2 separate regions of the Sus scrofa genome follow, and region 2 is linked to region 1. Evidence: chromatin contacts called from public HiChIP or PLAC-seq data. All regions are on one chromosome and are shown on one strand. Each heading gives the region's core, a stretch centred on a gene start, on an enhancer-like site or on the middle of the called end of the contact. The rest is flanking DNA. Distances are from core to core; before and after follow the strand shown.

Region 1 (5,488 bases), core at 1,297-3,796:
GTTGCTGTGGCTCTGGTGTAGGCCGGCGGCTACAGCTCCGATTAGACCCCTAACCTGGGAACCTCCATATGCTGCAGGAGCAGCCCTAGAAAAGGCAAAAAGACTAAAAAAAAAAAAAAAAAAAAAAGATAATTTGGTATATGACAAAGTGGTATTTCAATTCAGTGAGCAAAGAATTGATTATTTAATATATATTGTTCTGGCATACCCACCCATCTGTTTGTGAGAAAATAAAGATAAATGAAATATACAAGATTCTTATCATACATTATATAAAAATAAATTCTGGGTGAATTAAATATTCAATTGAAAATTAAGAAAAAATAAAAATAGTAAAAAATAATAGTTTTTCAAGAAAAATAAACATTACATTAACAGTCTAGGAATGAGAGAGATTCTTATCTGGCAACCTTGAAACAAATAATAGATTTATGTGACTATATAGAACTTAGAAATTTTTCTGTGGGGGAATTCCTTTGGTGGCTCAGCGGTTAGTGAACCCAACTAGGACCCAAGAGGACTCAGGTTCAATCCCTGGCCTTGCTCAGTGGGTTACGGATCTGGTGTTGCCGTGAGCTGTGGTGTAGGTCACAACTCGGCTGGGATCTGGCATTGCTGTGGCTGTGGTGAAGGCCACCAGCTGTAGCTCCGATTCACTCCCTAGCCTGGGAATTTCCATATGCTACAGGTGTGGCCCTAAAAAGAAAAAAAAAATTTTTTTTCAATGGGAAAAGAAAAAATAAGCACGCCTAAAAAGGAATGAAAATACAGGCATTGCTGAGGAAAGAGTTTAATCTCTGTAATATGCAGAGAATTTTTACTAATTGTCAAGATGGGTGTAAACAACCCCATTAAAAATGGGTGAGAGATTTGGAGAGGCAATTTACAAAAAAGAAAATCCAAAAGGACAATAATACGAGAAGATGGTCAACCTTTCTGGCAAAATTTTGTCAGAGTAAGACGGCAGCCCAGTTCCATGCTGTTTCTCAACTACCAGGGAGGTGGGCAAGAAAAAAACCAAAAAACTGCAAGTGAGCATGTGAGGCCAGGGGGCCATTACCAGGCAGGGCTGGTGGGAAAAAGTCAACAACTGTTTTGGAAAACAAATTGGGAATATTTGTTAAAATGAAAACACACTGACCCTTTAACCCAGCAGTTCCACTCCTGAGAGCTTATCTCATGGAAACAAAGCATCAGCCTGCATGAATACTTGTCAAAGTTATTTATCACAGCATCGTGGTCAGAGTGACAATGCCTATGAAGATGCAGAGTCAGGGAAAGGATTAAGTTACAGTACAACCATTTGGAATATTATGCAGCTGTTACAAAAATAATGAATTGGAATATATGGAGTTGCAGTGATTTATAGCATATTGTTGAGCGTGGGAAGAGAAATGCTCTATGAGTTCCCTTTGATTAAAAAAACCAATAACCAAACCCTTCATCATCTATGCCCAGGTGTGCGCATGTCATAGATATGTGTGAGTATATTATCTGAATACTGAGGAAAATATCTAAAAATCCATAATACTGTTGCCACCAGTGGGGAGACGCCTTCCTCATCCCTAGACCCCAGCTTGCCACGTCGACCTCCTTGCCATCTCTAACCTGACCCCGTGCCACTATCTCTCTTTTCCTGTATACGTCACCGCAAGGTCACAATTTCTGTGTGTGTTGGGGTAGCAGGAGCTGCTATAAAAAAAGAAACCAGGAATTCTAATGGCTCATATTAGGTGGATGTTTACTTCTGGTTCACAAGGTGAGTGTTCAGGGTTGACTGACTGCTCTCTGTCAAGAGGTAATTTGAGGAGACAGATCCCTAAAGAGCTGGTGGCTTGTTTATGCTACAGCAAAACATTTGGGAAAACTACTCCTGCAGGAACCTGGAAGGCAGACCACATGCCTACTCTCAGTCTGTAGCTCCGGGAAAAGAATTCATGTCCTTGATTTTTCTATCATGTGCAGGTGGCCGACATGTCTTGGTTCATGGCCTCCCTCCACCTGCAAAGCCAGAAGCGCAACTTCTTTCTTCTCTAACTTCCTTCCATCGTCACATTTTCTCTCTGACACTGACCCTCTTGCCTCTTTCTTACAAAGATCCTGGTGATTACACTATGCCCTCTTGGATAATCCAAAAGTCTCCCCATCTCAAGGTCCTTAATTGATCACCCTTTCAAAGTCCTTTTTGTCATGTAAGGTAACATGCAAGTTTGGGGGGTTTAAGATGTGGACATCTTTGGGAGGACACATTTTTCTGTCTACCAAGGAGGGAAAAGAGAAAGGTCAGGGAAAGGAAAAAAAAAAAAAAAAAAAAAAAAAAAACAAGCATTGGTATATTTTTGCAAATTGTGTGTTTGTGTAAACAAGCAACTTTTAAAGATAAAACAATATTTGACATAAAATCATAAAGGAGAAGTAGAAGAAGAGGAGGCAGAGAAAGAGGAGGCAGAAATGGAAACAGCAATTTTCAAGGAAGAGTTTAAGCGAGTCAATCTGTTCATGTGTCTGGGCAGGCAAAGTTATTTCATAAGAAATCATTTCAAAATTTGATTTTATTTCTCAAGTCCGAGTTTCAGTTCCCTTGTTGGGAACAGAAAAGCAAGTGAGGACATAGATGGGGATTTTCATTCTTAAAACACTCCCGAGGTGCTGTCTTTTTAGAACAGAAGCCTGCTACTCTCTCTTCATTATAGACTCAAAATCTTTTTTTTTTCTTTCCCCTCCTGATCTGGTGTTCATTGAACAGTCTATCAACCTGACAGTCAGAGGCTTCATACAATGCCTGCCATTGCTAGGTGCTGGGAAGATACTTAAGGAAGCCAGATAACTTTTAAAGATAGTTTTGAGAAAAAAAGCAACACCTAAAATAAAATTCTTCGAGAGAGAGAGAGAGAGAGACTCCCTTGGAGAGAAATGAGCTGAAATTAGACATAATACCTATTTTTATCCTCTTGAAATTCAAATTTTCTGGAACCTAGATTAAGGTTACTATGTGAGCTTTCTTCTTTTCTTTAATTCCTAAAGGGTTTTAAGAATAACATTTCCTTTCCTTCCTCTTATCTTTCTCTCACACTTGAGACTGACTGTATTCTCGTGGAGGGCACCAATGAACCAATTCTAGTTTATGGGCATCATAGGACTGCATGTGTGACTGCAATGGCATCTTCCCCATGGAATTCTGGCAGGACATCAGAATCCTCGTATGGTGCTCCAGTCACCCACTAGAGCCGACATGCCAGTTGAAGATCTAGTTGCCATCCTGATATAGAGAGGTGGCCTGCAGTGGAATGGGGACCCAGGTGACCCAACAGAAGGGAAGGAGGAGGACAACAGTCGGTGGATGGGCTGGGGAAGAAGGTAAGAAACAGGATGAGTAATGAAGGAAGGGGTGGAGAGGTAGACCCATGCCTGGGCACTCCTTACATGGGCAGAGAGAACTGGCTTGGTGAAAGTGACAAGGTTGAAAGTTCAGAATGAACTTTCTGGTGTGAAGTTGCTTCTTGGCTCGTGTAGGTCAAGGCTGCTCAGTTATTTAATACTGGCATCTAACAGCATATGTAATGTCTATCTACGTAGTTCCTTTTTTTTTTCTTTTCTTTTTAATGGCCACATCTGCCACATACGGAAGGTCCCAGGCCAGGGATTGAATCTGAGTCACAGCTGCCACCTACACCACAGCTGCAGATGGGAATGCTGGGTCATTTAACACACTGTGCCAGGCTAGGGATCAAGCCTGCACCTCTGCAGTGATCTGAGCCACTGCAGTCTGATTCTTAATCCACTGCACTACAGTGGGAACTCCTATGGTTCCTTTTTTCTCTTATGTTTCTAATAAAGAAGATCATACAACTCACAAAATTAACTTGAAATTGATTAAAGACTTAAATGTAAGACCTGAAGCCATAAAACTCCTTGAATAAAATGTAGGGAAAAGCTTCCTGACATTGGTTTTGGCAGTGATTTTTTTGGATATGACACCAAAAGCACAAGCTATAAAGCAAAAATAAACAGGTCGGACTGTATCAAATGACAAAGCTTCTAAACAGCAAAGGAAAACATCAACAAAATTAAAAGGCAACCTACTGAATCAAAGAAAATATTTGCAAATCATACATCTGATAAGAGTTAATATCCGAAATACATAAGGAAGTCATACAGCTCAACAGCAACCCCCCCCCCAAATAATCCAATTAAAACGTGGGCAAAGGAATGGAATAGGCATTTTTCCCAAGAAATACAGATGGCCAACGTGTCCATGAAAAGTTGCTCAGCATCACTAATCATCAGGGACATGCGCCAGAACCACAATGAGACATCACCCTACACCTGTTAGGACGGCTAGCATCAAAAAGGCAAGAGATAACAAATGCTGGGGAGGATGAAAGGGAAGCCTTGCACACTGTTGGTGGGAATGTAAACTGGTGCAGCTACCGTAGGAAACCGTGCGGAGGTTCCTCAAAAAATTAAGAATAAAACCACCATAATGACATCCGAAGAAAATGAAACCTCCGTCTTAAAGAGATAGATAGCCGCATCCTCAAGTTCACTGTAGCATCAGTCATAAGAGCCGAAATATGAAGTGTCCCTTGACAATGACTGGATAAAGAAGAAACAGTATCTACTCTACATACAATGGAATAATCTTCAGCCACGAGAAAGAAGGAAATCCCGCCATTTGCTACAACACGGATGCATCTTGAAAGTATTATGTTAAGTGAACTAAGTCAGAGAAATAAAATATTGCATGCTCTCACTTATATGCCCAATCTTTTTTTTTTTTTTGTCTTTTGTCTTTTTTGAGGGCTGCACCCACGGTATATGGAGATTCCCAGGCTAGGGGTCTAATCGGAGCTGTAGACGCCAGCCTATGCCACAGCCATAGCAACTCGGGATCGAAGCTGTGTCTGCGACCTACACCACAGCTGGAGGCAACACTAGATCCTTAACCCACTGAGCGAGGCCAGGGATTGAACCTGCAACCTCACGGTTCCTCGTCGGATTCATTTCTGCGGCGCCACAACAGGAACTCCTATATGTGCAATCTTTAAAAACAACAACAACAATCCCAAAACATAGATATGCAGTGTAGACGGGTGGTTGCCAAGGGCAGGAGGATGGGGTGGGAAAATTGGATGAAGGTGGCCAACGGATGCAAACTTCTGGTTATAAGGTGAATAAGCCGCGGGGATGCAAGCACAGCATGGCGACTATAGTTAACTGGTGTTGTATACCTGGAAGTTGCTAAGACGGTAGACCCTACATTTTCATCACACACGAAAAGGTTAACTATGTGATGTGATGAACGTGTTAAACTTTATTGTGGTACATGTTCTGCGATACATATGTATATCAAATCATTACATTATATACATATACAATGCTGCATGTTCGTCAGTCTCAATAAAGAGGCGGAAATACACAAGCATCAGTATTGCTAACAATACTGAATCTGAATCAAATCTACTTTTTTTTTTCTTTCTCTTTTTGC
Region 2 (5,488 bases), core at 1,525-4,024, 400 kb before region 1:
TGTTCCCAATTTACAGATGAGAAAACTGAGGCTCAGAGAGGCGAAGCAATTTGCCCAAGATCACATAGTATCAGAGGTGGGACTCCAGTCTCAGCCAATCTGCTGTAAAGCACAGGATCTTATCTAGTCCCAATGATGTATCAATAATACCACAATAATTACAGCTTTTTCACAGGTGCAAAAGGGTTCAAAATTAATCCTCCCCAAATTCTCACAATTTCTAAGTCTGTACTGGTGGGTTGCAGCCGTTGGATAGTGACAAGGTAATGAAAGGAAAGGGAGGGGTGCGGGGGCAAGAGGAGAAAGACTAACAGATTAAAAAAGAACTGTTTCCTTCCTTGGGGTAACATGAGCCCTCGGGGCAGGAGCCCTGAATTAAAGGTTGACCTCAGTCGGCCCAGTTGGCCTGAGAGTGTGGAATCTCCAGCTCTCCGCTGTGAGCACTGGGGGTGGGAAGGGGCATTTTCCATCACAGACTCTACCACGGATGTATTTTTATACAGAGACATGTAAGAAGGCCATGGACTCGATACACAAAGTTAATGGACCAAGGACCCTGTTTGTCCTTCGTCATCTCAGCAAGGGCCGCAGTAAATATGCAAATTACAGAAGTGTCTTCCAAACATAGGAAGATCTTTCATTAGAATCCCAGGAAGCCCTCAGCGTCTACATTTTATTAAGCCACAATTGTTACTTTAGAACAAGGCCTTATGCCTCTTGGTATATACTTAAAACTTGCAAAGTGCTTTTTAATGTCTAAAATTTGAAGCCAGCATTAGAAATTTGCAGTTACCCTACCTTGGTCCGCTCCAGAGGTTTCCACCCCCTCAACCTAAGTAAACTGGCCTTAACTTCACATGCAATTCTCTAAATGAATGTTCCCAAAAATACAATAAGGATAACTGGATTTTTTTTTTCACTTCAGTTATTTTAATTGCAGAAACTATATTTTGCTTTGGCATCAGGGTAAATAGCAATTTAGCCCAGAGAAAGCCTCTTTGACCCAGGTCATTGAATGATTTTTATTAGTACACACACACACAGACACACACACACAGACACACACAGTCTGAGAAACTCCCAAGGATCTTTTCCCTGGGAAAAAGAATGCTGCTTGCATTGATCAATACACTTTCTTGCTTCCTTCACTTTGACTGGATCCTGAAACGCATGCAAGGGAGCTTTACTGGGTGTCAGGAGACCTGGGTTCAGGGCACACTTCTAGCACAGAGCTATGCAATCTCTGGAAGATTCTAGACCCCTTGACTTCAAGTCCTAATCCCTAATACAGAGAGATTGGTTTGCCAACTAGATTTTAAAATACTCACAAACTCAACATAATCATTTTTAAATCCAGGAATTAAACCTAAAGAAATAATTAAAGGTAGAGATAGACTGAAATCATTAGATATTTTAAATTTGTTTTTAGTAACAATGACGAAACAGAAATAAGTAAAATGCCCACCAATATGGAAATGGTGAAGTAAATTATATTTTATTCCCTTGATGGAATATTACATTGCTATTTAAAGTGAAACATTTTAAGGATATGATAAAAGCAAGATAAAAAGTTTAAAATTAAGGTATGAAAATGAATATAATATAACTTTTTTTTTTTTTTTTTTTTTTTTTTTTTTGCTTTTTAGGGCCACACCCGCAGCATATGGAGATTCCCAGACTAGGAGTCTAATCTGAGCCACAGCTGCAGGCCTACACCAGAGCCACGGCCACACCAGATCCGAGCCACATCTGCGACCTACACCACAGCTCATGGCAACACCAGATCCTGCTGCTGAGTGAGGCCAGCGATTGAACCTGCAACCACACGGTTCCTAGTTGGATTCATTTCTGGTGTGCCACGACGGGAACTCCGTATATAATATAATCCAAATTGTGTGTTACTATGTGTGTGTTAAATACACATATATGCGCACACACGCATACATCAGAAGGAAATGCATTTAAATGCAATAATAATGGCTATTTCTTGGAAGGGAGGGTATAAAGGATTGCCTTTGGTTCTTTTGCTTACCATCTCTTCCATAACGAACTGTAAAATGAGAGAAGAAAAGTTGTTTTAAAAATTAAATTTTGAGATTCGTCTAGATTATGTCAAAATTTCTCTATAATTCTAAACATCTATTGCATTTATGAGCCAATTAAAAATTCAAAAATAACGAATAGGTTTTAGAATTTCCAAAAGTAGTCTGTCCGTAGAATAGAGACACTTTGTGCCATGATCTTTTCTCCTCCGGGGCTAGACTGTAGCAGACCTTGCGCCTGGGTTATAAAGATACCATACCCCCTTTTAGAAGCCAAAGCATGGCCATTCTCCACGGTTTAGGCGGGTCTGCTTCAGGCTTTGAATCCTGCAATAAGGTAGAGCCTCCTGGCTTAGGTCCTTGCTCTCCATCTCCTCACGTATTTCAAAAGATTTTGCCTCAAGGCCTCCAGGTCGTGGGATAAGAATTCAAGTCACTGCTTCCCTTTTTGTAGGAAGTACTTTCGAGGACCCTCCCTCTACACCTCCAAGCAGGAGAGTACTTAGTGGGTGTCTGGAAGCTCCCAAACCAGCAACTTCCACCCACACGTGTCCAGCAATTCGTGAGTCCCTGGGTTAAAATTTGCATCTAGGGTGGCGGTGTCTCATTCTTCCCATTTCTTCGAGCAGCGCCCTGGGCTCCCAGAGCGAAGATAATTCAGTGCATAGAGGGTGGCACACACTCCCTGGGGCAGCTGCTAGCAGAACGTTTATGACAAGGCAAAGCTCCCAGAGCCATCCGCTGTCATTTCACGACCCTGTGCAAGACGAGGCCAGGCTCAGGAAGCGTCGGCCAGCCACAGAGCGCCGCGCCAGGAATTCCGGGTCCCTGGAAAGGGTTTCTTCTGTATGATGTCCTTTCCCACTTACTTGGAAACACGTGTCACCACCCAGTCTGAGAACAGAACAGCACATGGAGAATCTGACTTTTCAAAACTTCAGTTCCCAACGCCTGGTCACAGACTCATAGACACTTCCTCCTCCCACAGACCCATCAGTCACTTCCCTGCTCTGGCCAAACCATGCCAGGGGCATGGCTGACTCAGAGAAAGGGGCATCTGGTCTAGAGGCCCTTGCAGAAGAAGCCCAGACTCCTCCGCTTCAAGCCACGTTGTCCCCGTGAGGAAATTACTTCGGGTACCCAACTTAAACTGCTCCTAAGCGTTTGTGGGTTTCTTTTTATTCAATTCTCATTCGAAGTAGAAAATAGCTGGGCACTATCTCTGACCCTCACTCCTGTCACTGTCACTGATGCTGCCTCTGCCGTTACCTCAATTACCTCATTTAATCTCACAGCAATCATAAGAAGGAGGCCTTGGCTTTACCTTATTATACATCAGAAAACTTAAGCTCCAAGAGATGAAAGCATTTGTCCAACGTAGAGCTGGGTAAGAGCAGAGCTGAACTGCCAGTTTTTTCCATGATGCCATGTTGCCAAATCGTATATCTTATATACCTGAAAGCTGCTCAACTTCCTGAGTCTTCATGAGGTGAAATTATCCTTGTCTCTCATCCTTCTCCTAACCTGGATTTCTGCGTCTCTTAAATCCCTGCCGATATCTGCGTGTTGAGAGGAAGGCTACCACTGTTAGTATTTTCCCCCGAGACCTGCCCTTGCAGATAACTGGGTTTGGCCTTGGCGGGGGTGGAGGAAGGAGAGTTAATTTTAAAACCTGGGGAGCAGTGTCAGCTCTGAAATCTCCTTAGGGAGGTGAGCCGGTCGGAAGGGAGCTTGGGAGACTCCCCTGGAAGCTGTGTTTGCAGAGAAGCACAGTCTTTGCTTTGCTTATGTGTGTATTTGAGTCGGCTTCCGGGGGTGACCCAGGAAGGCTGGAGATGGTGGTGAGTGAATCCCCGACCCGGGTCGCCCTGGATGCTGCCACTCCTGAGGAATTTTTGGAGACAGTTATTTTTGGTGGAAGGCGTCGTGGGATTTCTCTGGTAGCCCAAGGGGTGCATAAAAGTAGCTGTTGAGATCCAGGCAGACAGTAAGCTGCCGTGAGAAAACCAAGCGTCCCGTAAGCTGCAAAGCAGCCAGGCCTTTGAGCCCTGGTCCACGACACTGTGAAACGTAAGGAAGGGTTAGGCCAGATGGGCTCTGAGCGACACTGGACGGAAGAGCAGGCACAGCGCTGCTTCCTCAGGCAGCCTCCCCGTGGACGAGCCTGGCGTTTTCGCTTATTAGCCCACATTTTGCTTCTGCGACATAGTGAGTCAGAAGATAAATAGGCCGTTTTGATTTTGGATTTCTTATCTCGGATGCTAAAATCATTTAATGTTTCCATTCTCCTGTGCAGAGCCCAGGTAAAAAGATTTTTCTGTTTATTTCCAAGCACGTACCTAATTTAGAGGTTTTGACTTCCACGTCAAAATAACCCTACTGAGAGAAATAACAGAATACAAGTAGAAGAGTTAGGATTAGTCAATGTTAGTTTCTGTGTCTTGCTTTCCCTTACCTGTGGGGCGTCTTTGCACACAAACATTCACTTCTTTATTCTAATAGCTCTTTTATTTCTTCAGGTGCCCATGACCATGGGCGGGACAAATATACAAACATGTCTCTGATTCTCTTGCCATAACATTTGCTTCAAGAGAAAATTGTGCCATCTCGGGCTAAGTCACAAGAGCAAAACTTCCCCTTTCTTTGGTCAGTGACACTCTGCCCAATAGTGGAGGACAAAGGAAAATTCCCAGACAGCACACCAGCCTGGTCATGTGCTGGGCTTGTCTTCTTTTGATTAGCATTTGTTTATTTGTGTAGTAAATATTTTTTGAACACCCACCAGCTAAGAGTCACTATGTTCAGTCCTGGAAGTAGAAAGAAGGAGGGAGGGAACCAGGGAGAGAAGTAGGAAGGGAGGGAGGAGGGAAGGAGAAAAAAACCTGGACAAAATTCCTGTCCTTGCAGAAACAGTAGCCAAGCTCAGGAGGTAACTTCCCCAGGTTGCAAGTAAAGACGTGCCTGGCTTTAGAGATGAGAGGAGATTTCTTTTTTCTTTTTTTTTTTTTAATTACTCAGATGAACTTATCACATCTGTGGTTGTATAAGGATCATAACAATCTGATTTCACAGGATTTCCATCCACAGCCCAAGCACATCCCCCCACCCCCCAAACTGTCTCCTCCGGAGACCATAAGTTTTTCAATGTCTGTGAGTCAGCATCTGTTCTACAAAGAAGTTTAGTCTGTCCTTTTTTCAGATTCCACAGGTCAGTGAAAGCATTTGATGTTGGTGTCTCATTGTATGGCTGACTTCACTTAGCATGATAATTTCTAGGTCCATCCATGTTGCAAAAAATGCCAGTATTTTGTTCCTTTTAATGGCTGAGTAATATTCCATTGTGTATATGTACCACCTCTTCTTGATCCACTCTTCTGTTGATGGCATTTAGGTTGTTTCCACGTCTTGGCTATTGCAAATAGTGCTGCAATGAACACTGGAGTACA

The links. HiChIP or PLAC-seq counts read pairs in DNA pulled down with a chosen protein or histone mark.
Region 2: an H3K27ac HiChIP or PLAC-seq map of alveolar macrophages shows a contact between it and region 1. The contact joins two enhancer-like sites. A contact is called at or near these places in 2 of 2 datasets of contacts at active chromatin or transcription factors (alveolar macrophages and skeletal muscle).

The regions. Positions count from the first base shown.
Region 1 is chr1:4,701,184-4,706,671 of Sscrofa11.1, reverse strand. No RefSeq gene overlaps it. Among named protein-coding and RNA genes, the nearest start is that of QKI, 180 kb to the left of the region's middle. Within about 2 kb of position 2,546, at least 1 of the 83 cell types and tissues checked has an H3K27ac peak or open chromatin away from gene starts, as enhancers often do. A contact at or near this core is called in alveolar macrophages, where this site is marked.
Region 2 is chr1:5,097,672-5,103,159 of Sscrofa11.1, reverse strand. All of the region lies in intron 4 of PACRG (parkin coregulated gene protein), which reads left to right. Among named protein-coding and RNA genes, the nearest start is that of QKI, 220 kb to the right of the region's middle. Within about 2 kb of position 2,774, at least 8 of the 83 cell types and tissues checked have an H3K27ac peak or open chromatin away from gene starts, as enhancers often do. A contact at or near this core is called in alveolar macrophages, where this site is marked.